Regions from separate parts of the Mus musculus genome. Here all the other regions are linked to region 1. Evidence: chromatin contacts called from public HiChIP or PLAC-seq and promoter capture Hi-C data. All regions are on one chromosome and are shown on one strand. Each heading gives the region's core, a stretch centred on a gene start, on an enhancer-like site or on the middle of the called end of the contact. The rest is flanking DNA. Distances are from core to core; before and after follow the strand shown.

Region 1 (3,729 bases), core at 62-2,561:
TCTGAGCACTGACTAGGGTCTGGCTGGGTGTTTTTACCTCTCATGCCCAGAACTGAAATTCAGGCACCCAGGTTTGCAAAGTAGCAAGGAAACTTTATGCAAAAGCAAAGCCATACTACAGATCAGAAAGAAATATGCTGTCAAGAGTGACCGCTGGCCACATGAGCCAGCATACTCTAGAGCCCCAATTACTGTTTGGGGTTTTTATGAGCTTTGAGAGGAGTCTTATTGCTAAGGAGCACTGCATTCTGTTTTGATTGAAAAATTTTGCCGGACAGTGGTGGCACAAGCCTTTAATCCAAGCACTTGGGAGGCAGAGGCCAGCCTGGTCTACAGGGTGAGTTCCAGGACAGCCAGGGCCATACAGAGAAACCCTGTCTCGAAAAACCAAAACACACACACACACACACACACACACCAAAAACAAAACAAAAACAGAAAAAACAATTTAGTTATGTTACCTCCCTTTTCTATTGTGCATGTCTCAATATGTAAAATTATTGAATTTTATTAAATAATTTTATTATTAAAATGTATTTGATTTTAATCAAAAGCGTTCACAAGCACGCACAGGCAGAAGACAGTAAATAGGAGTTTCTCTCAGCAAATTCACTTAGAAGACATGGTTCACCCTCCTGGGCAGGCACCTAAAACCAATTCAGGCTAGATCAGACCTCCTGGCCTCATAATGCACCTAACTGGATTATTACTGAATAGAATCTGTTCGATGGTCCGCAGAGAGCGAAGAAACTTATCCCATTACTTGGAGAGGGTTTGTCTGCATGCAGTTCCATGCAGGTTGTGAACAGGGGTCCTGGTTTGCTGACAATTGCTAGGTGATTTTTTTTTTTTTTTTTTCAGAAAAAGGTGTGTGTGTGTGTGTGTGTGTGTGTGTGTGTGTGTGTGCGCGTGCGCGTGCGCATAGTAGGTGTAGGTGAGAGTCAGGCTGCTAAGTGAATTGTTAGAAGAGGGGTGTGTGCATAACCCAAACCAAGAAGAGTTTCAGGTTTGGAGTTTCTTGGACTTGTATGTAACACTTTAGCTTAGAAGAAGTACAGTTCAGCGCTCTCGAAACACGTGGAGGTCCAACGGTTTTACTGTTCTCCCACGGCAACTTTGGTTGTGGAAAAATGTAGTCCCGTTATCATTTCCCCGTGCGGATAATCCGAGCCGCAGCCGAACCCTTCCGGATCGCAGGGCTCTGACTCAGAAAGCCGGTTCGTCCTAGCCTGGGGCGGGTCCTCCAGAGCACCGAGACGTTGGGGCAGAGCGCTCGCCGCCCTTGTATTCCGCTACGGCGTCGCTCGGGAAGTGACGACACGCTCGCCCATGCGTACTGAGAGGCAGCTCCTTTACCTCATCGCGGGCGCGACGCCCCGAGGGCCAGCTTGTGCTTTGGTCTGGCAGAGGTGGTGGCGGCGAGAGCGGCCGGGAAGATGCCAGTGGCGGTGATGGCGGACAACGCCTTCAGTTTCAGAAAGCTGTTGGATCAGTGCGAGAACCAGGAACTCGAGGTAGCGCCGCAGGGTGGGGCGGTCGGGTGGGCGCCGTTTCCAGGGTAACGGGCCGGGCCGCGGCCTGCGGGGCGCACACTCCGGGTTCATCAAGAGATGCTGCTTCCATTTGTAACGTTAAGTTAAGTTCGCTAAATAGGCTGGGCGCAGTGGCACAGGACTCCGGTGGGCACACGTCAGGCGGAGGCGAGAGGATTGCCGGTGAATTCGAAGCCAGCTTGAACTATGAAAACCCCAAAAATAAAAAATAAAAATAAAAAAGAAAGAAAAAGGAAAAAAAAAAGGGAGGGCGGGGGCTCACGGACTAAAGGAGACAGCAGCAGCTTGCGGATGAGCCTTTAGCAGACCTTGCTGAATGAATAAAGATTGAAGAGAGACAGGCCTCTATAACTACCTTTTGGTAGTCTTCTGTCTTAAGCTTACTTAAGCTTTTAAGATAACGGCCAGAAAAATAGTGCATTAAGAACCTGTTGGAAGTAGTCCCCCCCCCCTTTTTTTTAATTTGAGACCTGACCTTCCGAGGTAATGTCACTTACATATTTGTGACTATGGAAAGAAACTGATATCCAACTGCAGATAAATGACAGCTCACAACAGATCTAAACTCAGGTTTTAACCTTTGATACTTCCCTAAGCATTTTTCTGCATCTATAGTAGTGCTGGAAAACTTACTTTTTAAGTTTTCATTTTCTCTTTTCTGAAAGTGTATTAGGAAGTGAGGCTTTCCCCTCTTTTTTCGCTCTCTAGGCTCCTGGAGGAATTGCCACACCGCCAGTGTACGGTCAGCTTCTAGCTTTGTACTTGCTCCAGAACGACATGTAAGTAGCACCTTTTACCTAAAACGAAAAGCTTCCTTGAGATGATGCAGGAGTACATGCAGCAGATAGGTGTCTTTTACTGTAATCCTGTTATATCTGTTTCCCTTTTTGTCATAATTAAGAATAAATAAGCTCGATATTTTTCTTGTCGTGTATGTCTTACATACACCTAAAAACATGGTAAGTTCTTGTGAGAAATTAGCATCAAGAACCAATGGAGTTTAAAAAAAAAATCATGTTTTTTTTTTCTTTTTACTTATATTTACTCAGAAACTGGGTGGTGGCGCACACCTTTAATCCTCCCACTTGGGAGCCAGAGGCAGGCAGATCTCTGAGTTTGAGGTCAGTCTGGTCTATAGGTCCAGCTCCAGTACAGCCAGGGCTACACAGAGAAACCCTATCTAAACAAACAAACAAATAAAACCAAAGCAACTGTATATGTACTCAGTAGGAGCAAAAAAGCTGGGGCTGGGAAGGAACACTGGGAGAACCAGGGGAGGTAGACATGTTTGAATTAGTCTTCCTGGGTGGGAGGCAGGAGCTTGAGAGGGCTAGAGAATAGAGGCCTGGTGCAGTTCCAAACCTACTGTGATATTTTTACAGAAACTACACTGAGTTTCTTCATTATACATATAATCGTGTGTCTTACGACTCACTAGGAGAAGGGCTCCAGATTATAACAGCACAGTGTATGCCTGTATTGCGAGGGATACCCAAAGCCTCGAAATGGACACATTGTTTGTACCTGAGTGGTTGTGTGTAAGTCTGTGGTTTGAATGTGTTGTTATGGTTTAGGATCTGAATTGTTAGTTTAAAAAGAACTCCTAAAAAAAATTTTTTTAATTAACCTGGGAAAAGGTTATTTCATGTCCTCCTTTTTTTTTTTTTTTTTTAATTGCTTTTCCTCAACAAATTCATATAAAACTGAGTTGTGCCATGGCCTGTTTTGGTGTTTCGGCCTGTAATTTTATGTATTGACTGAGGTGACTATTTTGTAACTCATCTTTGTGTAAATCAGGAATAATGCAAGATATCTGTGGAAGAGGATACCACCTGCTATAAAGTCTGTAAGTAATCCTGCGGTGTCCCCTGTTGCTTTTAGAATACTGGCATTTACTTAAATGACAGCCTACAAGTCCTCTTTCTTTCCCATATATATCACAGGAACCGTTGTTAAGTGAAGGTTAAAGTTCCAAACCATCTGTTTCTCTAATGGAATGGTTCATGTGCTGATGGTTTCACAAGGCCTGCCATGCTGATGTGAACTGGCCAGTTCGGTACAGAGGGGGCTGAGGGGCTGAGGCATTTCAGCAGACTACTTGATTTGCTGTAATGATAGCTATTTGTAAACTGGCATTGTTTACACAGATATTCACTGCATTAAGATCACTGTTTTA
Region 2 (4,205 bases), core at 724-3,223, 2.3 Mb after region 1:
CTCAACTCTTGTCTCCTGGGTATTGGGATTATAGGTGTTCCACCACAGCCAGTTTGGGCTCAGACTTTAAATGCCTCATTTGTGAGCACTTGTGCCAAGAGCCAGCTGGCTTCATACTCCTTTTCATCTGTCCACCTAGACTACTGCTGTTTCTTCTTGGCACTTTAGTATCAAAGATCAGAAATGTTGATGGGTCGGGAGGGAAAAGAAAGCCCTTTCCAAACTGGCTTCAAGAGCAAGGCTACTGTCTTAGTCAGGGTTTTTATTCTTGCACAAAACATCATGACCAAGAAGCAAGTTGGGGAGGAAAGGGTTTATTCGGCTTACACTTCCACATTGCTGTTCATCACCAAAGGAAGTCAGGACTGGAACTCAAGCAGGTCAGGAAGCAGGAGCTGATGCAGAGGCCATGGAGGGATGTCACTTACTGGCTTGTCTTCCCCCATTCTGCAGGCCTAGGCTGTCTAGTCAGCACCGGCTGCCTTCCTGTCTGTGCTGGCTAGTTTTATGTCAACTGGACACAGTCATCAGAGAGTGAAAAAAAAATGCCTCCATAAGATCCAGCTGCAAGGCATTTTCCTAATTGGTGATCAATGGGGGAGGGCCAGCCCATTGTAAGTGGCACCATCTCTGGTCCTGGTTCTATAAGAAAGCAGGAAAGGAGCCAGGAAATAGCGCCCCTCCTTATGGAAAGCGCCATAGGTGAGCAGAATAAACCCTTTCCTCCCCAAGTTGCTTTGGTCATGATGTTTCGTCACAGCAACGGTAACACTAAGCAGCTTTTCCTTCCAGATTCTGGAGGTCAGGCTCTGCCCGTGGCCCAGCCCTGGATATGGATGCGGCCTTCAGGAGCCGTTCTCCTGAGCTAACCACTCATATGAGACTTCTGGGGGTGAACCAGTTTGCATAACTCTTGAGTCGCGGATAACTTGTCACAATTACTCAAGACTTCCTGGAAAACCGAGTCCAGGCTCTTAATGATTCAACTATAGTGCAGCTTTCAGCCCACCAGTCAGTCCCCTGAGTCGAAATTAAGTACTAAATGAAAAAGCATCCCAAAGAGATGTTGGGCTATGTGGCTACTCCTTTTTTTTTTTTTTTTTTTTTTTTAAATAACCTCAATAAAGAGTTAAGTGTCTTGCACCTCAAATCATGGCGCTGAAGCCTAGTGGAGCCAAGGTAACTGTGTCATGCCACAGCAGTAATTGCTGCTGATGCAGGAGCAGCCCAGCCTCTCACTGGGAGAAGGAGCAACTGTCTAGACTCTGAAGCAGCAGGTTATGGGTAAAAGCTTGGCCTGGTTGTTCCTCTTTAGGCAACGGGTACTTGATCTACTTAACTGCACAAACCGCATTTCCTCTGACTACCTTTTATCCAAGACTGAGAAAAAGGGGCCCAGAGGAGGGAAAAAATATCAGAGCAGCCCTAATAGGTGGCAAACTGCAGTCTACAAGGTGTGAAGCCTCGTCGTCTCCCTTCCTGTCTATGAAGCTTCTAGTCTTGATGAAATACATTTGGAGAAGACACAGAGAACAGTCCTTGGCTGATTTGTGTCCTTCCTGGGACCTGGAAGAGTAGGCACCAGAAGGAGAGTGTCCTGTCCCTGACCTCCTCATGGCATCGAATAATCGTGGAGCCGCAAGTCCACGTCCTGGTCACCATCCAGTCTACAAAACCATAGCCAGGCCATTTAAGGCTTCAAGGAATGCTCCAGCCGCATTCCCTGGCCGCTTAGGATCCAGAGCGTCTGAAGCCCAATCGTTTTGAGACAAATGCCCGACCCCGGCAAGTTTCAACCCCAGTGACACCTCTGCCTCCCCAGAACAACGCAACCACCACCGCGACGGAAGGATAACAACGCGATTCGCTGAGCCACTTCCTCACTGGCTCTTTCAGAAGACAGGGAGGAACCACCGCTTTGCCAAGTTCCTGCCTCACACCGGAAGGAGCGAAGCACGCTGGGAAGTAGACAACGCCTGTGATCAGCGACGTATGCTGGGAACGGCGCTGCATGCTGGGATAGCATTGACAAAGCGATCTAAACCAAAGTGACTTTTCAGCTTCCTGTGGTCACTGAGACTTCGATTTCAAGTGGCTACAGCTGCGTTGTCCCGAGCACTAAAGCATACGGACATCAGGCTAGCACTGCCCAGTTAGAAACGCGGGGACCACGCCCTCGTGCGAGAGCAGAACCTACCAGTCCTGCACGGTTCTGCGCTGCAGCTCGTGCGTGATTAGGCAGCTCTGTCATATGACGCAAGCACGGCTCCTGGTTGGCTCCAGCCGGGTTACCTAGACAACGGAGCTTGCGGCGCTAGGCTGCTCTGCACCAGTAGGTCTCCCGGGCTAAGCAAACACGGTTTGCAGTGAAGGCCGCGCACTCGCTCCCGGGCGGCGACCGAGTCCACGGGCCGCAGATGGGAGCCCAGGGCGCCGAAGATGCGGGCGGTCCGGGCCGAGACGCCGGCGCGGGAGCTCTTCCGGGACGCGGCATTCCCCGCCTCGGACTCCTCGCTCTTTTACAACTTGTCCACGCCTCTGGCCCAGTTTCGGGAGGACATCACTTGGAGACGACCCCAGGTGCAGCAGGGTCTCTTGCCTGGGCGGGTGTTGTGGATATGTTTCTCACGGAGATGGACCCCGGGGTTAGCAGGACCTCGCCTTCAAGCCTATTCAGAAAAGGTGATAGCCAGCCCTGAGAATTCAAATGAGGAGGACAGAAGCAATCGAAAGGCTTGTCTTTTAGATGTTATCTTGGGGTTTCTACTAAAATACACTCCTACCCAAAGTCAGGTAGTAGGGAGCTGTTTTGATATTAAGGGATTAGAAGCAGTATTTCCAGCACCATCCCACCACCTAAGTTTTGTCGGGTGTAATTCAGCGCAATCTTTCTTGGCTTTGCACTTTGCTCTACATTTCTTCTAGTAGCTTTAGGGTATGAACACCAAAAGGTAGCACAGAACACGGGGAGCGTTGTGCTTAACAACTGGGAAAACCTAAGGAGCTGCTTTTCAGGGCTCCCTTAAATGGCACAGGCAGGTGGAACTATGTATTGTTATTTTAGCGTCCATGCATGCAACTCACAACAGTGTTACCCCTCATAGCCAGAAAGGGCTGTGGTAGGAGGGCTTTGGTTTTTTTGGTTTTTTTGGTTGGTTTTTTTTTTTTTTTTTTTTTTTTTTTTTTGCCTTGTTGCAGCTTAAATGGATGGATTGTTCAAGCCTAGTGTTTTTGTTGGTGTTTTTTAGACGTGGCTTATCAGCAGAAAGACTACTGGGGGACAGCCTGTCCCACATGCATGTAGTGCTAACAGTGACAGCTGGCAGGGTTCCAGGCCTTGTGCTGCCTGCTTGGCACAGTGGTGTTGATAAGCATCCTGGCTTTCTTGAGCAACACTGAGAGGCAAGGGAAAGAAAGAGCCCTGTTGGCCATGCCCTTGGAGTTTAGGTTTTGTTTTTACTTTAAACAGGGGGTTTCAGAAGATGTGCCTAGTCCTACAGTGACTTGATGTGCAGGGGTGGGTAGTGATTGTGTGTGTGTTGGGGAGGTGTGGCACCCAGAGTGGGGCTTCCCCTTCTCAGAAGAGGAATGTTGAGTAGGGAGAGGACTTTCGTGAGGGGTACTGGGAGGGGAGGAAGGGCTGATATTAGGTTATAAAGTGAATAAAAATATTTTTTTTTTAAAAAAAATGGATTTCATATAGTGGCTCATGTCCCGTCTGAGGGGAATCCAGTGCTCTCTTCTGGCCTCTGAAGGCACTACAGGCACATGGACACTAGACACAGATTCAAGCAAAACACTCACACACACTATACAAATAGGTGAAATGTTTTAGGTGTCAGGAGAGACTCAATTAAGGAGTGAGTTTGTTGGAACTGCTCTTTGGTGACTAGGACACAGTATAGTGTCTTTTTGTTCTTTTCAACACTTACTATTCTATTGTAGCCATGTGAGTGTATCTATTTGTAATTGTAGCAACCGTGGGAAACAAGACAGAAGAACAATGGGGAAGCAGCTCACTCCTGGGAGGGAGATGATGAACAGGGCAAGATGGGGGCTGCCCTTTCAGTGGTGCTAGAAGTCAATGTTGACTTTCAGGTTAGCCTGACAGCTGGGTGGGTGGGCTTTGCAGTAGACAGCGTTGTGAATGCTTTAGAAGGGTCCGCTGTTTGAAGTAGAAGCCAGAGCAGGGATGAGAGTGATTT
Region 3 (3,935 bases), core at 164-2,663, 2.7 Mb after region 1:
GGGTATTGATGAATGCAGCCTAGCTCATTTGTAGGTGACAATTCCATGCCTTACTATCAAAAGGCTGGACATCCCTGCTAGGGTAAGCTATTTTCTCCCTAACTGACTCCTCTCCCTCTATAAAGTCTGCTGCATCTTATACCTTCTCCAAGGCCAAGCTTCCGAAGGTAACTGGAACGCCTCTTCATCTGCATGCTAGACAGTTTCAGCAACTGGGGATTTTTCTTCAAGGCATTAAATACAGGCTCTGGGTTCAACCCCAAGAGTAGGAGTTCTGAAACTATACCCAGCAACTGTTGAGGATGGACACTTGGCTGTATACTAAACAAGCTGTGAATGTGGGCTTCAGCAAAACCCATGTCCTGGAGGGAACGGATGACCTTTTCAGGCTCCAAGGACTCAGGATCCACACAAGGCTTCTGTTCCTCATGAAGACACTGAACAAGTCGTGTCCTGTTTTCTGGTTCCTGCATGTACTTTTGGGGTGTAATGCTGGAAAACTCTTGAAAGCTTCCTCTACCGGGCACTGTAGTCAGTTTGCAAGACAAAGAAGGGCTCATCTGTTTCTGTTCTCTGAGATGAGGGGTCTGCCTAACCAAACAGGCCCAGGAGAGGGCCAGTAGACGATGCCACTCAGGAACCTGTAAGGCAGAGCAAAAACAGAATCAGTCCCACCTCAGAATAATGACCACCACAAGATTACTGAGCCAGTAACCTTGAACCTCAGCTTGACCCTTGGCCCACAAAAGCTAACAGTTTTTGTAAACAATCTGTAAAATCTTCTCTGGGTCTAAAAAGTCTCCAAAGAATAAAAGTAGCATGCAAACGACCGCACTTACTGAAGATATTGAAGCATAAGCAATATCTACATACTGAAGATACAGGGCACGAGCAATAGTATTTGGTTGAAAATTCTGAACCTCAGACTAGCCACCAGACAGGTACACTACCTAATTTCATTCCAACAAAGGATAGTTTTGTTTTGTTTTTCAAGGATCCCTTCCATTAAAAGAAGAATATTTGGGGGAAGGAATCTGTCGATTTGTACACAGTAGCCCCAGGTGTTGGGACTAGCACATAACAAATTAAGCACAGAGCATCCGGTGCCCGCCAGAATGGTCTCAAACACCCCGCTCTTGCCGCTGGTGGTGGTCCAGGCCTCCCTAGCCATTAGGCAGCACACAGCCGAAACTCCGGAGAAGCCAGAAGCTATTCTGAGGGCCACACTGTCTGTGCACACGCCACCCGGGAGCGCTACTGCCACAAGGTGCCCAGACCGGAACACCAAGAACCAGCGTCAGCGCCTCCTGAACGTCCCGCCAACAGCCGCTGTGAGCCCGGGACCTAGGGCAACCTCACCTGCCTTCCCAGCGAAGCCATGGAGACCAAGCGAAGAACAACTGTGAGACCGGAAGAGGCGGTCCTTCCTGGCTCACAACGTCCGGCCTCCGATCTGTGTCCGCCGAACTCCCGGGGTGTGGCGTTCTTTCGTTCCGCAGCCAAGCCCTTGATCCCAGATGCTCGTGCCCAGCACCTGCAGCTTGCAGGTGCAGCTCCCTTTAGTTGGGCATACTCGGTTGCATGGTCTCTGCCAGGAACAAGCAACACTACCTGGGTTTTAAAACTGCTCTTCAGAGTACAGGTGAAACCAAACTACCCCGAAGCGCACACCGTCGTTTTCTGTTGTGAAACTACTTTTACTGGGGCCGGGGGAGGAGGGGAGAATATGACAAAAAACAATCACCTGTGTTAAAGATAGTACAAGGCCAAATAAGATAACGCTGTGATTGTGGAATTAGGATCCTGCAGACCAAAACCAAATTATCATGGATTATTCTTAGCCTTTTTGAAATCCATTCATCGTCCACCTGTCTAACTTAACAGCTTTGTGACAATGAATACCTTTAAAATATATTCCTAGACCAACAATGGTTTTCACCAATCCAAAAGCCAATAGCATCACTAAATAATATCTAAAACTGAGTTAAGTGTTTTCCTAGTTTTGCCTTATCCTTCCTATCTGTGGTCCCCACCAATGTGTCTGGTAAATGCCTTGATTTATGGCTTTATTCTCTAGCTAGTAATATCTCACCTAACTTCATCCATGGTGGAGAATCTTTTGGAAAAACCAAATTTGTGTTCCTGGGCTCATCTTTGAGGTAAGTAGGTTTGTTTGTTTGTTTGTTTGTTTGTTTTTTAACTTTATCTGCATTTATTTTATGCTGAATTTATTCACGTGCCATGAGTTTTTGTTTCTTGTTTCTTCTGGGATATCCTTTTCTTCTGTGCAACCTCCTCTTCTGGCTTTAGAATGATCTGTTCCCTCTCAGTGAGGATCATCTCAATGTGGCAGGGGGAGCTCATGTATGGGTTAATCCGGCCATGAGCTCTGTAGGTTCGTCGGCGCATCTTAGGTGCCTTGTTCACCTGGATGTGTTCAATGACAAGAGAATCTAAATCTAAGCCCTTAAGTTCAGCGTTACTCTCTGCATTTTTAAGCATGTGCAGCAAAAATTCAGCACTCTTTTTTGACCACCGACCAGCCGCATTGTTTGGCCTGGGCGCACCTACTGACTCCACCATTATAACACCGGAATGGCACACATTGCTTCTTTAAAGTGATGTCCTTCAGATACTTGGTGGCTTTGCAGATATGCATACCCTTGATGGCCTGGGCAGATTCCCGGGTGTTCTTAAAGTGAACACGAAGGTTTGAACCTCTTGATTTGCATGATTTTGGGGGGTTTTTCTGGGTCAAGAGAGTAGCGAAACATCTTGGCAGATGACCTCTGGCTGCTTACAGGAAGAGAGGAGGTAAGTAGTTTGTGATGGACACTGTAATACAGCAATAAGTTCTCAGGACAGCCCAAACTCTCCCTGAAATGGTTATGTACAGATCTAGACCCAGATAAAAGTATTTGGTAAGTTCTGTTGTTTACAGACTTGTGTTTAGTCAGCAAGATGGCTCAGGAATTCAGACACTGACCACACCAGCTTGGTGACCTGAGTTTGATTCTAGGGACCCATGCAAAAGTGAAGACACAAACCCACTCCACCGAGCTGTCCTTTGAGACAGACAGACAGACAGACAGACAGACACACACACACACACACACACGAAGGTGTCTGCTATTTTTAAAAAACAGAATATGGCCCAAGTAATGAAATTACAGGGAAAATGACAATAGCCCTCCCAGCCCAGAGGTCTGGCTTCACTTATGGATGGAGCACCAGAAGCTTCCAAACCAACCTCTATGCACTGAATTTGCATCTTAGACATGAAGGTGTCTTAGTCAGGGTTTCTATTCCTGCACAAACATCATGACCAAGAGACAAGTTGGGGAGGAAAGGGTTTAGTCAGCTTACACTTCCACATTGCTGTTCATCACCAAAGGAAGTCAGGACTGGAACTCAAGCAGGTCAGGAAGCAGGAGCTGATGCAGAGGCCATGGAGGGATGTCACTTACTGGCTTGCTTCCCCTGGCTTATTCAGCTTGCTTTCTTAGAGAACCAAGGACTACCAGCCCAGGGATGGTATCACCTACAAGGGGCCCTCCCCCATTGATCACTAATTGAGAAAATGCCTTGCAGCTGGATCTCATGGAGGCATTTCCTCAACTGAGGTTCCTTTCTCTGTAATAACTCCAGCCTGTGTCAAGTTGACACACAAAACCAGCTAGTACAGAAGGGGAGGGAAGAAAACAAAGAAGCTGTGTTCTAACAGCTGCCTAGATTCCACCACTTCTAAGCCATACCTATTTCTTGCCGGCCTATTGGCTGCTCCAGAGAAAAAGGATCTGGCTATTGCATCAATAAACACATAACTGCTTTGTGCTAGGCAATGATCTAGTGCTGAAGTGCTTAAACATCTTTTGACAGAAAGATTCTATCTATAGAGGACAAGAAAGTTGTAATCTGTATAAAACTAAAGAATT
Region 4 (3,836 bases), core at 10-2,509, 2.0 Mb after region 1:
CAAAACACTGGATTCCATCCTTTAATAATTGCTAGGATTCCTTCTAAAATTCAATGCTTGAGGGCAGGGAAGAGTTCGAATTCTCAAAAGCTCCCAAAGGTCGGGCCCAGGAACAATACCATATAGGATGGGCAAACTTGAAACCTGCCCAGTGACTGCTCAGAAGCCTGCATGATATCCAGTGCATAATATCCCGCCCCACACAGAAACTCGGAGGGAACCTCCAAGGTCTTAACAGTCTGTCTGCTTGGATTCAAGAGATGCTTAGATGTATAAGGCCACTCTGCTGGACAGAGGCCCCTTGTTATCTCCCGTGGCAGTCAGCTTGAAAAGGACCCTGTGGTAACGAACGCCAGGATTGGGAATGAGTCAGAGGTATCTGGCGCCCCCTGCTGTCCATCCATGGACACCACATCTGACTAATAATTACTCCTTGAGCCTCGCAGATGCCCCTGCCTGTACTCTGAAATGCTAGCGCAACCCAAATTCATTCTCCTAGAAGGCAGAGCCCAGAGTAGCTTACCATCATCCATTGAGCTGTCCCAACATGGACACAGGCAGGTGCTCATAATTTAAAGTCTCAAGGCCACAGTTCATCGTGCCAGTGTGTTTTCCTGCATTCTTCTCTGCCACGGAATGGTCCGCCTGTGTTTTGCACTGTTCATACATCCCCGAGCCCCGCAAAGCCTCGGAAGTGGCTTATAACTGATCCTAGAGTCACTTCCTGTTTCCTGGACCGTGGCCAGCATAAGTACTGGGGTGTAGGGGGTGATGGCTCACAGTCTGCCTTCTCCTCACATCTCCCAGACTGACATCTGCCCTAAGTCCTCCGTCCCAGATGGCAGCATTGCCCTCCCGCTTGTGCCTGCAGAGTACCCGGGTGTCCCAGGGACTGAGCAGTACCTCACTGACAGGGCTGGAGTCTTCTGGCTGGATTCAAACCCAAGGAGAGTGGCGTCATGTGACCACACAGAGCTGGGATTCAGAGGTTCTAGAAGTCATGCTGCCCCTTGTCCCTCTAAACATGCCCTGGTAGACACATTTCCTTTGGGAAGTGCCATCCCTGCTCCTACAAAGGAGGGGGGCGCAGACTTCTAATGTCACCCATGTTTGTCCTCAAACACACACATCCCTATCGGACTTTTAAAGAGCTTAACTAAACATGTTACCTTGGACATGAAAAGGGAGAATTCTGGGAGCGTGTTGAGCTGACTTGGCAAAGCCTGTCAAGGTGGAAGTCCCTCCACGCCACCACAGCTGATGCGGGTGTGGCAGCTTTAACAGGAAATCTAGAAGGGCCTGGGGTGAGACAGCCGGTCCCAGGCTGCTTGGAGAACAGGCTCAGAGCTTGGAGTGGAATGTTTCTGAGATGGCCTCCAGGGGGCGCCATGCTCACAGGCTCCTGTGCAGCTGGCCCACAGGACAGGGTTTGTGTTCTGGAATAATCAAAGTCTCCTTCCATGTCATAAGACTGACCGCATACGGATCTGAAGCTGAAATGTGAAAGCATGTGATCACCTTCTTTTAAAATACCTCGTTCTTTTCCTGAACTGACCATAGACTCTCTGAAAAGGTCCCAGGTCAACCCCGGCGAGTACCCCTTCAGAAACCACGAAGAATTGACCTGGATTGGGATGAGATGGGGTTGGGGGGTCCTAGGGACTCCAGTGTGGCTGAAAGAAATACAGGACGCATGGTTACATTTGAATTTCAAGCGACCAGCTTTTCTAGCGGAAGTTTCATGTCTCAAACATCTCCAGGGATCTGTCCCCCAACCCACCCACCCCCAAATATTCACTTTAGGTGAAACACTCATCTTCCCAACACCATATGCACACACAGGTGTGTACACACTTACAATGTGCACAGACAAGCAGGTGTCTATTGCTGTCATCCCATAGAGTATGGGAAGAGGCGGGCTGCTTTGGAGGCTGAGCCTGGGATCAGAAGGCAGGAGCAAGATAGGTGTGGCGCTACCTGAGGCCACCATCTGGAATCAATACTGCACCCCCAATACGCACAGAGAGCATCTGGGTTCCTGGGGGCTAATGGATCCAGAAACCAGCCCAGGCAGAACTGAAAGATCTTGCTGAGGCCAAGGATCCAGGGATTGCTATAGGCCCTGCCCTGACTGCAGGAAGCTCCACTGGTGGCTTCTCGGTGACATAAAGGGTTAACTGAACCACTGAGCCAGGCATCTCACTGGGAAGTTGCCTGGTTCACCACAGCTGCCTCCCTGAGAGGTGGAGTACATACCCTTCCCAGCAAGGAATATTTAGCTTGTGGTCATTTGCGACCCCCAACAGAAGGATGGGTCTCACATGGCCCATGGTTTTTTGTTTGTTTGTTTGTTTGTTTTTTCTCACAGGATTCTTTGTCATCTGCATTTCTCTGCATCATGGGAAAAGATTCCCAGGAACCCAGGAAGGGCTGGTGTTGACCCTGGGCTGTGAAGGATGTCATCTGAGCTTTTCCCACAAGGGCTTCACCACGTCGGACATGCTGACACAAGCCGAAGGATCTGCCTTGGACTCCAGTCAGGGGACAGGATACCAGAGACACAGGTCAGCAGCAACAGGAGTGACATCAATCCAGTGCCATACAGGCCCATTTACTTAGAAGAAGCCCTTGGGCAGACGTGACTCTCTCACCTCAGACCACTGCAGAGTTCTGATCTCTGCTCGCCGTAACACAGCCTTTCCCCCAGTTCCTTTGAACTGAAAGTGACTTGTCTGTCATGTTTCTAATACCACAGGGAGGGTTAAATGTTATGTCTCTAGGACTTGATATCGTAGGCTACAGAGCTCCCAGAACCAGCCAGGCCCTGTGGCATGGGCTAGAGGGGTGCAGGGAAGGACCCGCTAGCTCAGTTTCCAGCCTAGGAGGAACGTAAATGGGTTATCCTGTTTCTGGGAGAATGTTTTTCTGTCAGCAGAGGTGGTGTGGATGATGGGTTATCACCCAGTTCGAGTGCCCCGAACACCAGTTTCTGGACTGCAATTCATTGCCTTTCTCGCATGCATGCCTGGCTGGTTTTGTGTCAACTTGATATAAGCTAGGGTCATCAGAGAGAAAGGAGCCTCAGTTGAGGAAATGCCTCTAAGACATCCAGCTGTAGAGCATTTTCTTAATTAGTGACTGATAGAGGAAGGCCAGCCCATTGTGGGTGGGGTCATTCCTGGGCTGGTGGTCCTAGGTTCTATGAGAATGCAGGTTGAGCAAGCTAGTAAGCAGCATCCCTTCATGGCCTCTCAATCAGCTCCTGCCCCCAGGTTCCTGCCCTGCTCCAGTTCCTGTCCTGACTTCTCTCAGTGAAGGACTACAACCTGGAAGTGTAAACCAAATGAACTCTTTCCTCCCCAACTTGCTTGTGGTCATAGTTTTGTTGCAGCAATAGAAACCCGGACTAAGACACCTGGTTACCTCTCCAGGGTCACAGTATGGACCCTTTCCGGGTGCTGAGTGTTCCTGGTTCAGGACCTCAGTTTTTAACCAAAGCCACACCTAGCCATGCCTGCTCTCAGGTGGGATTTTCTTTGTGGTTGCCTTCAGAAAGGGCACTTGATTGAGGCACATTTCCCTTTCTTTGTCCCCCTTGGAGGAAGGGCTGCTAGGCCCAGAATGTGACTGTCTGGAGGAGGGACACAAATGCATCTGACTACAGAACAAGGAGTGGGTAGCCAGCACTACCAGACTGCAGGCTCAGCCCTTTGTGGTCCCCACCTGGTGAAACAGACAGGCCATGGTGTGCTTTGGGGCAGGGAGGGTTTCTTTCCTTGGGTGATATGACCCTAGGCTAAGGGCCAATGGTGCCCACATGATGGAGCAAATATACA
Region 5 (4,247 bases), core at 1,152-3,651, 2.7 Mb after region 1:
TTGTAACAACCAGTGCTCACCAGGAATGTCATTCTGTATAGCTCCGAGACATGTGAAGGAGGAGAACTTCCAAAAGGTAAAAGCGACATGAACTTAAATCAGAGGTGAGCTATCCTACAACCCCAAAACAGTCAGGGACTCTAGAAGAGCCACTGTGACCCCAACTCTATAAAACCATTATGTTCTAGTAATCTCAGAAGCAAAGAACGTGAAATACAGGTTCAAAGTTATTAAATACACTCTCTTCAAACCAACTGAAAAGAAAAGCCACCTTCCAGAGAGGCTACACTGCAGGGACCAGTCTACAGAAATCCACACACATAAATACTAAGATGCACAAGGATCATTCCAGGCCAGCACGGTTCAAAACAGTAAAGGCTAGGAAACTAGACAGGTAGAAAGCCAGGGAGGCAAGAAGAAGAGAGAAGGAAGGAAAGAGGGAAAACAGTCCAAAAGAAAAAACAATTTAAATACTCATCAAGAAGAAAGCTCTGATACAATCATCAGTAAGAACAAAGGAATTGTGTACAAGAACCAATCCTAGCAGTATAGAGTAAAAACCTTCAAAATACAAAAGGTTATCTGCAGCAAGATTCCTTTTATATATATATATATATATATATATATATATATATATATATATATTAAATTAATATATATATATATAAAATCTAAATACACTGCTTAAAAAATACAATATACAGGATAAGAGTCCAACAAGACTGAAGACCCATACTTCAGGCAGACAATTCCCTGGAGTCTGGTAGAGCACTAAACTTAAGAGGCAAAATGACACAGTCTCTTACTTCCTAAGTTAGTTAATGGGTTTAAATGTGTTTGTTTTAATATGTGTATGTGTGTGTGTAAGCACATGCATGTGCCTGTGTATGTATGGGCACTGTGTGCATGCAGGAGCCTGAAGAACTCAGAAGAGGCCACCAGATGCCCTGAAACGGAAGTTACAGACACCACCATGTAGGTGCTAGGAACAGAACCCAGGTCTTCTATAAAACTGCAACAGCTTTTAACTGCTGAGCCATCTTACAACCTCATTTTATTTTCATTATAATGCATGACTTTTTCATGCATTTTTATTACATTGTGGGAGTGTGTGTGTGAGAGAGAGAGAGAAAGAGAAAGAGAGAAAGCACAACCATGGATGACAGAAAACAACTTTCAGGAGTCACTTCTCTCTTTCTACCCATGTGGGTCCAAAATTGTCAGACCTTGGCAGCAAGTGCCTTTACCCACTGAGCCATAATGCTGGGCCCAAACTGTAGGGCTTTGTTTCCTTTTGGGGTTTGTTTTGTTTTTTGTTTTGTTTTGTTTTTGAGGCAAGGTCTCCAGAGTCGTTGGAAGTGCTGGGAAGAGAGGAAGACACCATCAGCCTGACAATTGGTATTTTTGTGTGAAGGTGGGTATTAAACCCAGAGCTAGTCACCTATTGGGCAAACCTTCCACCACTGACTGATAAAGTATGACTATTTGCCTTCACTATTCTGCATATTACATACACAGGCACATGCACTCAGTATGTGATCCTAAAAAGCAACAACTCATTATGAAATAAGAGATGAGTAGCGACAGTGTTCAAGGCTATATGTGACACCACCAGACTCAAACAAAATAAAGATGAGTAGGTGTTAGATAGCAGTTTTCAAGTAGAGTGTTTTAATGTGAAAGATGTACAGGCATCTTCTCTAGGTATCTAAATGCACTAATTACTGTTACAGCAAACAATGATACGATCATACCGTGGTTTTTCTACTTTTAAAACCAACCTATTGACAAAGTTAGGACATGTAATTATGGCTTCTAAATACACTGCCAAAGTCACAAAACCTTACTGTTTTTTTAGACCTTGTATGACCTCAGAATATATTGATATGAGATCTTAATTTATATAAAAAATACCATTCTTCAAACTAAATTGTTAATGCTACAAATTTTTATCTTAAAAGTAATTACAGGAACTGGGCGGCTCCCTTTGTTAAAAGTTTTTTTCTATGCAAGCATGAGGACTTGCGTTTAAATCTTTAACCACATAAAAAGCCAGACGTGGCTACACATAACTGTAATCCCGAAATTAGGGGGTGAAGATAAGTGACTCCCCAGAGCTCACTGGCCCGCTAGTCTAACCTTAAAGCAAAGCTTCCAGTTCAATCAGAGGCTTTCGGGCGCTGGCGGCTCTTGAGCGCGGGTCAAACGGCCAGAACCCGCCACCACTCTGGGGCCGGGGCTGGGCGGAGGGAGTGCGGGCGCGCGAGGAAAGGGCCAGAGCCACTCCACGACAATGCGTAACTAACACTCGCCGCCACCCGGAGGTTTTTCGAAGGCTGGTGTCTCACCCCAGGCTGGCGCAAGTCTCAGTCGGATTCACAACGTGAAGATCCGCGCGCTTCTGGCCCACCGACCAATCGCAGAACGACTTAGGCAGCATAACAAGGGACCAAGAACCAACCAGACACCCTGATGGGCGGACCTCAGTGAAAGCAAGCAGCTGAGCGCGCGCAAACAGTTGCTAGGGACGCACCGGACACCCACTACAGAGCCTCGGAGGAGCCAAAAGACCCGATTTCTTCGCGCCTTTCCCCCCCCTCCACGCCCCACTCCAAGTGACTGCAGTTTACTCTTACGGGAGAACCGAGGACGGTGAGCGACGTGCAGCCCTTCTTACGACGGCCACCTTTCCAAGGCGAGGACAGTGAGAAGCGGACGACACAGTGGCTCGCCGTGGGCTGGAGGCCGCAAACGTGAGCCCCAGGACCGGACCGCGGCCCCTCCCGCCTTCTCCAAGCATCCCCTAAAGGTGGCCTGTGGCACCAGTGTATCAGCACGCAGGCGCAGAATAAACTGGTTTCCCTCGCCTACCGGCTCACCGTGAAGTGAGGCTCCCGAAGTCGGGGGTGCAAGTCTAGTCGGCTTCACCTGTGGCCTGTAGAACTCTCCTGTCCGCAGTACCTCTACGCCTCCGAAGTTGGCATAGTGACTTGAGCGAATCCGCAAGCTTGAAGTGTCTCCCATGCTGCCTAAAGACTTTCCGGGATGTCTGCTTTCTTCGTGCTCGCCTAGACTCTACTCATTCATCAAACCCCTAACCCAGGTGGAGCCGGAGCCTGTGGGAACTACAATCCCCATGAAACACTGCGCCCGCGCAAGCATTGTCAGCTCGCGCTTCTATACTTTGTTCCATTGGCTGGCCTATTGGACCTGGAATCCTGATTGGCCCATGGCCTAAGGCGACAGATTCCGGAAAGGGAAAGAGCAGCCAATATGGCGGCAGAGCGCGGCGCGGGGCAGCAACAGTCGCAGGAGATGATGGAGGGTGAGCGGCCCCTGTGGGTGACCGGGGAGCGGCGAGCTTCGGGCTGGGCGGTCACGGCCTCTTGCGGGATCGGAATTCGGCCTCCAGCCTCCGGCCACAGCCACAGAGCTCTGACAGCTGCCAATATGGCTGGACAGCCAGGGAGGCTCGGAGCCCGGGAGTCCCGTCCCGAGGGCGGTAGCGGCCAGAAAGACAAGACCCTGGGGAAAAACGTGGCGCGAGCCCGCCCAGGGAGATTGGCAAGGAAGCCGTGGCTATAGGAACCTAGTCTTAAAGCTCCGAAGTTGACAGGCGAGGGGGCAGGGAACCGTCCTCCGTCAGCTCACTGGGAAACTGAGGCTTCAGGCGTGGGGAATCTACGAAGTCCAGTTTGTTCACGCGGCATGAATGGAAAAGTCTGCTTTGAAGCGAATGGGTTGTGGCAGAGAGATGGATAAAAAGGAGCTCCGGAAATTGAGTTTACAAGGCGTTGTCTTGTTTTCTAGGCATGCAGTCTAGTCTATATTCAACTTTCTTCCTTTTTTTCCTTGTGTTGGATTATGTCATATACATATGTAACATACATATATGTTACACGTGTGCATGCTTTTGTATACAGTTGTGTAGATACATGGTCATTACATGCGTGCATATATGTGTGTTAGTGTATACGAACAGACTTGTACATATGTACATGTACTTAACCCTACCCATTGTAGCATTAGGCAAATCTTAAATGTCTTTGAAAGACTCCACTATTTTGGTGAGGATTATTCACTTTTGGAAGGTCACTCACTTTTCTGGGAGGAGTACTAGGGAAGAAGGTTGCAGAGCAAGGGGCAGAGATGTGGAAGAAAAGACCAGTGAGTTTGAGAGCAGTGGGGCTGCCCTGAGATGGGCCCTGAAAACTCACTAGATGTCATCCAGACTGGGGTCCAGTGGG
Region 6 (3,950 bases), core at 159-2,658, 2.8 Mb before region 1:
AGAGACAAAGTTTGGAGCTAAAAGGATGGACTATCCAGAGACTACCCCACCTGGGGATCCATCCCATAATCAGCCACCAAACTCAGACACTATTGCACACACTAGCAAGATTTTGCTGAAGGGACCTTGGTATAACTGTCTTCCTGGCAAATACAGAAGTGGATGCTCACAGTCATCTATAAGATGGATCACAGGGCCCCCAGTGGAGAAGCTAGAGAGAGCATACAAGGAGCTGAAGGGGTTTGCAACCCTATAGGTGGAACAACAATATGAACTAACCAGTACCCCCAGAGTTTGTATCTCTAGCTGCATATGTAGCAGAAGATGGCCTAGTCGGCCATCACTGGGAAGAGAGGCCCCTTGGTATTGCAAACTTTATTTGCCCCAATTCAGGGGAATGCCAGGGCCAAGAAGTGGGAGTGGGTGGGTATGGGAGCAGGGCGGGGGGAGGGTATAGGGAACTTTCCGGATAGCATTTGAAATGTATATAAAGAAAAATTGTGAATCTCAAAAAAAAAAAAAAAGTGATAATAATACTACCCAAGGCTCCACGGCGAGTGTGTGTGTGTGAGTATGTGTGTGTATGAGTTTACAGTCTGCATTCCTCCAGCCTCAACCTGTGGGCTTTTCTGGAAAACCAGAAGTACCCTAAAAGGTTGAACCAATCTTCCTTGTTTTGAGAGAGAAATGGGTGGCCTTACTCCATGAATTATGCTACTCACCTCCTTTTCATTAAGAAAAAAAAATAAATCCCCAACAAAGATATCTTTTAAAAAAAAATCCACTCCTCTCTTTGGCGTGTTTACTTTGCTAAATTTCTCTTTAAACTGTGTCTCTCAATTGATTCATATCCTTTGAGAGCGTAGTAACCAAAAGACCAAAAAGATGGTTTGAGTCTAGGTGTTTGAGATCAGCCTTGAAGGCACACACAGGCATGAGCTAAAATTCAGTTTGCGTAGGTCTTGGAGGGACGCAGTTGTCTATGTGAAGACAGTTTTGCCATGCAGCAGAGAGAAATTACATTTCACGGCTTTTCACCTTCCGGTTAAATACCATTACTACCCCCATTTTACAGGTTAGGCACCTAATACTTAGGGAGGTTGTCACTCAACGACAATCATTCACTATACACAGGGGAGCTCCCACTTCTGAGCTGAAATTAAAAAAAAAAAAAAAAAAAAAAAAAAAAAGATGCACACACAATGTAAAAGGAGGAAGGAAACAGACACCCCCGGACAAAACCACCCCATTTCCTGTCTTCTTCCGCGAAGCCAGGGTGCCTCCCAGCGGCTGCCTCTCATCACCGACGCTTCCGGCTTCAAGGTTGCGTCATTTGAGAGCGTCCCGCGAAGTCTCGGCCGGGAGCTTGCGCGCGGCCTAGGACGTCGGGCTACGAGGCGGGCCTTCCGGCCTTCTCCAGAATAATTTCCGGCAGAGACCGGAAAATCTTCCCGGATCGCCTCCGGGTGCCCTGTGTGGGAAGGTGAGGTTCCGGCGGCCGGCTTCTGTTCGCTGGCGGCTGGCAGCACGCTGCAGCCTGCAGCCCCCCAGTGTCGGCACGGATCGGCCGCCCTGAGGCGCCGGGGCAGCGTTCGGCATGTCGTCGGGCCTGCGCGCCGCAGACTTTCCCCGCTGGAAGCGTCACATCGCGGAGGAACTGAGGCGCCGGGACCGACTGCAGAGGCAGGCGTTCGAGGAGATCATTCTGCAGTGTGAGCGGCACGCGCGGGCCCGGGGCGGGGAGTGGAACGCGCCGTGGCAGCGAGAACCCCGGCTCCGCCCGCGCGCATGGCGGCCTCGTCGGGGACCTGGCGTCCCGCACGTCTCGAGCCCTTTCGTTGCTTACCTTCCTTCTTTGGCTTAAACCTTAGGCGCGATCATGGAGGGTTCCCCTTTTCCAGGTTCTTTCCACAGACATCGTTTGCAGTTGTAAATCTCGATAACCCAGGCGGCGCCGATGCACTTAGGTAGTCAGGCTCCAAAAACGTCGTGTTTAAGGAATCGAGTTCAAGACAGAGATTGACTTTACGCATTAACTCGAGAGATGGACGTTCTCTTCGGAATGCTGTGGAACTAGTGGTTTTTGACTTCTCAGGCCTCTCCATATTGTTGGTACACATTTGAGTTTTAGGATTTGTCCACTGGGTCATTTGCTATTATTGAAAGCCTTAAGTGAGAAAAAAAGAGTGGTCTCTTCGCCGCTCTTTGCGAATTTTAAGGATCGAAAGTATCTTGTATTCTTAAGGCGGGTTCTCAACGATCATTTTCGTGCCTCGTGTTCCCAATTTAGCCAATCTGTTTCACATTTGAACGAATGCGTTGACACTCCTCGATCCTGAGGTTCCATCTGCTTCCTGAGATAGCCTGGGCATAGTCTTCCTAAGTTTTTGCGGGTAGTGGGATTTGAAATCGTAGTACTGCTATTTGCATTCTGATGGGGATAAATCAGTAGTTATTTACACGTTAGAATCATCTGGGGATGTACTTGACAATCAAAAACACTCCAGACTAATTAAGTCAGTATAAATGACAGAAGATAAAATAGTCCCATACTTTTTTTATGCTTCCTGAGTGGTTCGATTTGCACACACGTTTGAGCATTTTAAGTAATTGGCATGTATTGTTTCATGTTAAATTTTTATGAAGCACCAAGGCCAACGATGATGAAGTTGCAGTATGGGTTAATGTTGGGGCTGAGGTTAGACATTGGTTTTAAGACACTTGTGCATTTGCCTTTGTTGGCTCTCCTGAGGAATGGCTCTTTCTCAGCACTTAGCCCTTTAAAAGGAGAGCAGGAAAGGGACGCTGTCTCTGGTGTGTTGCTTCCTTGCACTCTGGGAGAGCAATGGCTATTAATGTAGCCCAGGAATCTGTTTACACGTTTTATGGGTTCCGTTCTTGTTTCTCTTTAAAAGATAATGTAGTTAAAATCTGACAGATTGGGTCAGAGATCTCACTAGGTCCTTACAGACATTTCTAGTTTGGTGCATCTTTAAAATGGGAGTGAAGATATGCCCTGCCTGCTTCATAAAAATAGAGTGTATATAAGGGCATTAAACAACATCTATAATAATCTTGGAGACAACTTGAGTCATTTTCGTTTTGTTTTGATTTTTTTTTTTAAATTTCAAAACTGGATAACCTATTGGTAGGAGAGTGTCAAACCATTGGAACAGTCAGAGATGGGAAATATTTTAAATAATGAAGATTCTTTCCAAGTTAATGAGGGATGAGCTGAGATGAATTTCAGGTGATCAGGTCCTTAAATAATACTATCTACTTAGAGCAGAGGAATCTGGGACATCTGTCAACAACCACAGAAGAAAGAAGTTTTCGGTGTTTATAGACTTTGGAGGGTGGGATCTTTGTACTTGCTAGGCTAGTGAAGGCACTAGATAGACTACAAAGCTGTAATTTAGGAAACTAATCCTACTGTTCACGCTATTTTAGGTTGTTACTAGTATTTGCCAGTTTAGGGAAGGTGCTGGATAGAACGTAAGGTCTGGCTGATCCTCAGTCAGTCACGGAATAGCTGTTTGAGAAGAGAACACAGCATGGGAGGCCAATGGAGCAGGTTGGGCAGACAACCTTTGCTTCTTTATATCTTTCTTCATAGGCCAGGGCATTGGTCATATCTTTTCTAGTTTGACTATGACCTAGTTCATTCTAGCCTTCTCAAGCTGGTCATTTCTGACCATCTCCCTTGTGTTCCTTGTGTAGTTCTGTCTGAGCCTGAACAGAAACACAAGAAGAGGCCTTGGGTAAGTGTGGACTCCCTTATTGATGATCCTTCTTTGTAGGAGAAAACCTTTATGAAGGAGCCCTCTTAAATGCCTGGTGTCCTTTAAAAGCCCCACCCTCCCTTCTCACAGGATGTCCATCTGTGGTGAAACTGAATGACACCCTCTTTTTGTCAATGCTCTCCAAGGAACCACTTCCTCCTAAAATCC

Evidence for each region. Promoter capture Hi-C pulls out the DNA fragments that hold promoters and counts their contacts. HiChIP or PLAC-seq counts read pairs in DNA pulled down with a chosen protein or histone mark.
Region 2: a promoter capture Hi-C map of pre-B cells shows a contact between it and region 1, with 4 times the contacts expected there. The contact joins the promoter of Capn10 here to the promoter of Cops8 in region 1. A contact is called at or near these places in 4 of 39 promoter capture datasets (liver, neutrophils and pre-B cells) and 1 of 9 other capture datasets (liver).
Region 3: a contact with region 1 is called in a promoter capture Hi-C map of pre-B cells, with 7 times the contacts expected there. The contact joins the promoter of Mterf4 here to the promoter of Cops8 in region 1. A contact is called at or near these places in 1 of 39 promoter capture datasets (pre-B cells) and 2 of 9 other capture datasets (adipose tissue and liver).
Region 4: an H3K27ac HiChIP or PLAC-seq map of regulatory T cell precursor shows a contact between it and region 1, with 19 times the contacts expected there. The contact joins the promoter of Otos here to the promoter of Cops8 in region 1. A contact is called at or near these places in 6 of 39 promoter capture datasets (the C10 cell line, embryonic stem cells, liver and 2 more), 10 of 484 Hi-C or Micro-C datasets (B cells, CD4 T cells, CD8 T cells and 4 more), 5 of 115 datasets of contacts at active chromatin or transcription factors (double positive thymocytes, large pre-B cells, regulatory T cells and 2 more) and 2 of 9 other capture datasets (adipose tissue and liver).
Region 5: a promoter capture Hi-C map of pre-B cells shows a contact between it and region 1, with 3 times the contacts expected there. The contact joins the promoter of Pask here to the promoter of Cops8 in region 1. A contact is called at or near these places in 1 of 39 promoter capture datasets (pre-B cells), 1 of 484 Hi-C or Micro-C datasets (CD4 T cells) and 1 of 9 other capture datasets (liver).
Region 6: a promoter capture Hi-C map of liver shows a contact between it and region 1, with 2.6 times the contacts expected there. The contact joins the promoter of Atg16l1 here to the promoter of Cops8 in region 1. A contact is called at or near these places in 1 of 39 promoter capture datasets (liver) and 1 of 115 datasets of contacts at active chromatin or transcription factors (astrocytes).

The regions. Positions count from the first base shown.
Region 1 is chr1:90,602,114-90,605,842 of GRCm38.p6, forward strand. It overlaps Cops8 (COP9 signalosome subunit 8), which reads left to right and starts at 1,312. Exons shown (of 8, transcript NM_133805.3): 1 at 1,312-1,514; 2 at 2,262-2,332; 3 at 3,351-3,399. The coding sequence starts at 1,437.
Region 2 is chr1:92,932,435-92,936,639 of GRCm38.p6, forward strand. It overlaps Capn10 (calpain 10), which reads left to right and starts at 1,974. Exons shown (of 12, transcript NM_011796.2): 1 at 1,974-2,580. The coding sequence starts at 2,440. It overlaps 9430060I03Rik (RIKEN cDNA 9430060I03 gene), which reads right to left. Exons shown (of 2, transcript NR_015525.1): 2 at 1,092-2,669.
Region 3 is chr1:93,304,466-93,308,400 of GRCm38.p6, forward strand. It overlaps Mterf4 (mitochondrial transcription termination factor 4), which reads right to left and starts at 1,414. Exons shown (of 4, transcript NM_178051.4): 1 at 1,360-1,414; 2 at 143-641. The coding sequence starts at 1,380. Gm28535 (predicted gene 28535) reads left to right here and starts at 1,499. Exons shown (of 3, transcript NR_151531.1): 1 at 1,499-1,642; 2 at 2,078-2,159. It also overlaps the pseudogene Gm7867.
Region 4 is chr1:92,647,582-92,651,417 of GRCm38.p6, forward strand. It overlaps Otos (otospiralin), which reads right to left and starts at 1,260. Exons shown (of 5, transcript NM_153114.2): 1 at 1,170-1,260.
Region 5 is chr1:93,340,387-93,344,633 of GRCm38.p6, forward strand. It overlaps Pask (PAS domain containing serine/threonine kinase), which reads right to left and starts at 2,402. Exons shown (of 18, transcript NM_080850.2): 1 at 2,140-2,402. Ppp1r7 (protein phosphatase 1, regulatory subunit 7) reads left to right here and starts at 3,242. Exons shown (of 10, transcript NM_023200.3): 1 at 3,242-3,325. The coding sequence starts at 3,274.
Region 6 is chr1:87,754,603-87,758,552 of GRCm38.p6, forward strand. Atg16l1 (autophagy related 16-like 1 (S. cerevisiae)) reads left to right here and starts at 1,409. Exons shown (of 18, transcript NM_029846.4): 1 at 1,409-1,712. The coding sequence starts at 1,598. It overlaps Gm33517 (predicted gene, 33517), which reads right to left and starts at 1,144. Exons shown (of 4, transcript NR_157047.1): 1 at 723-1,144.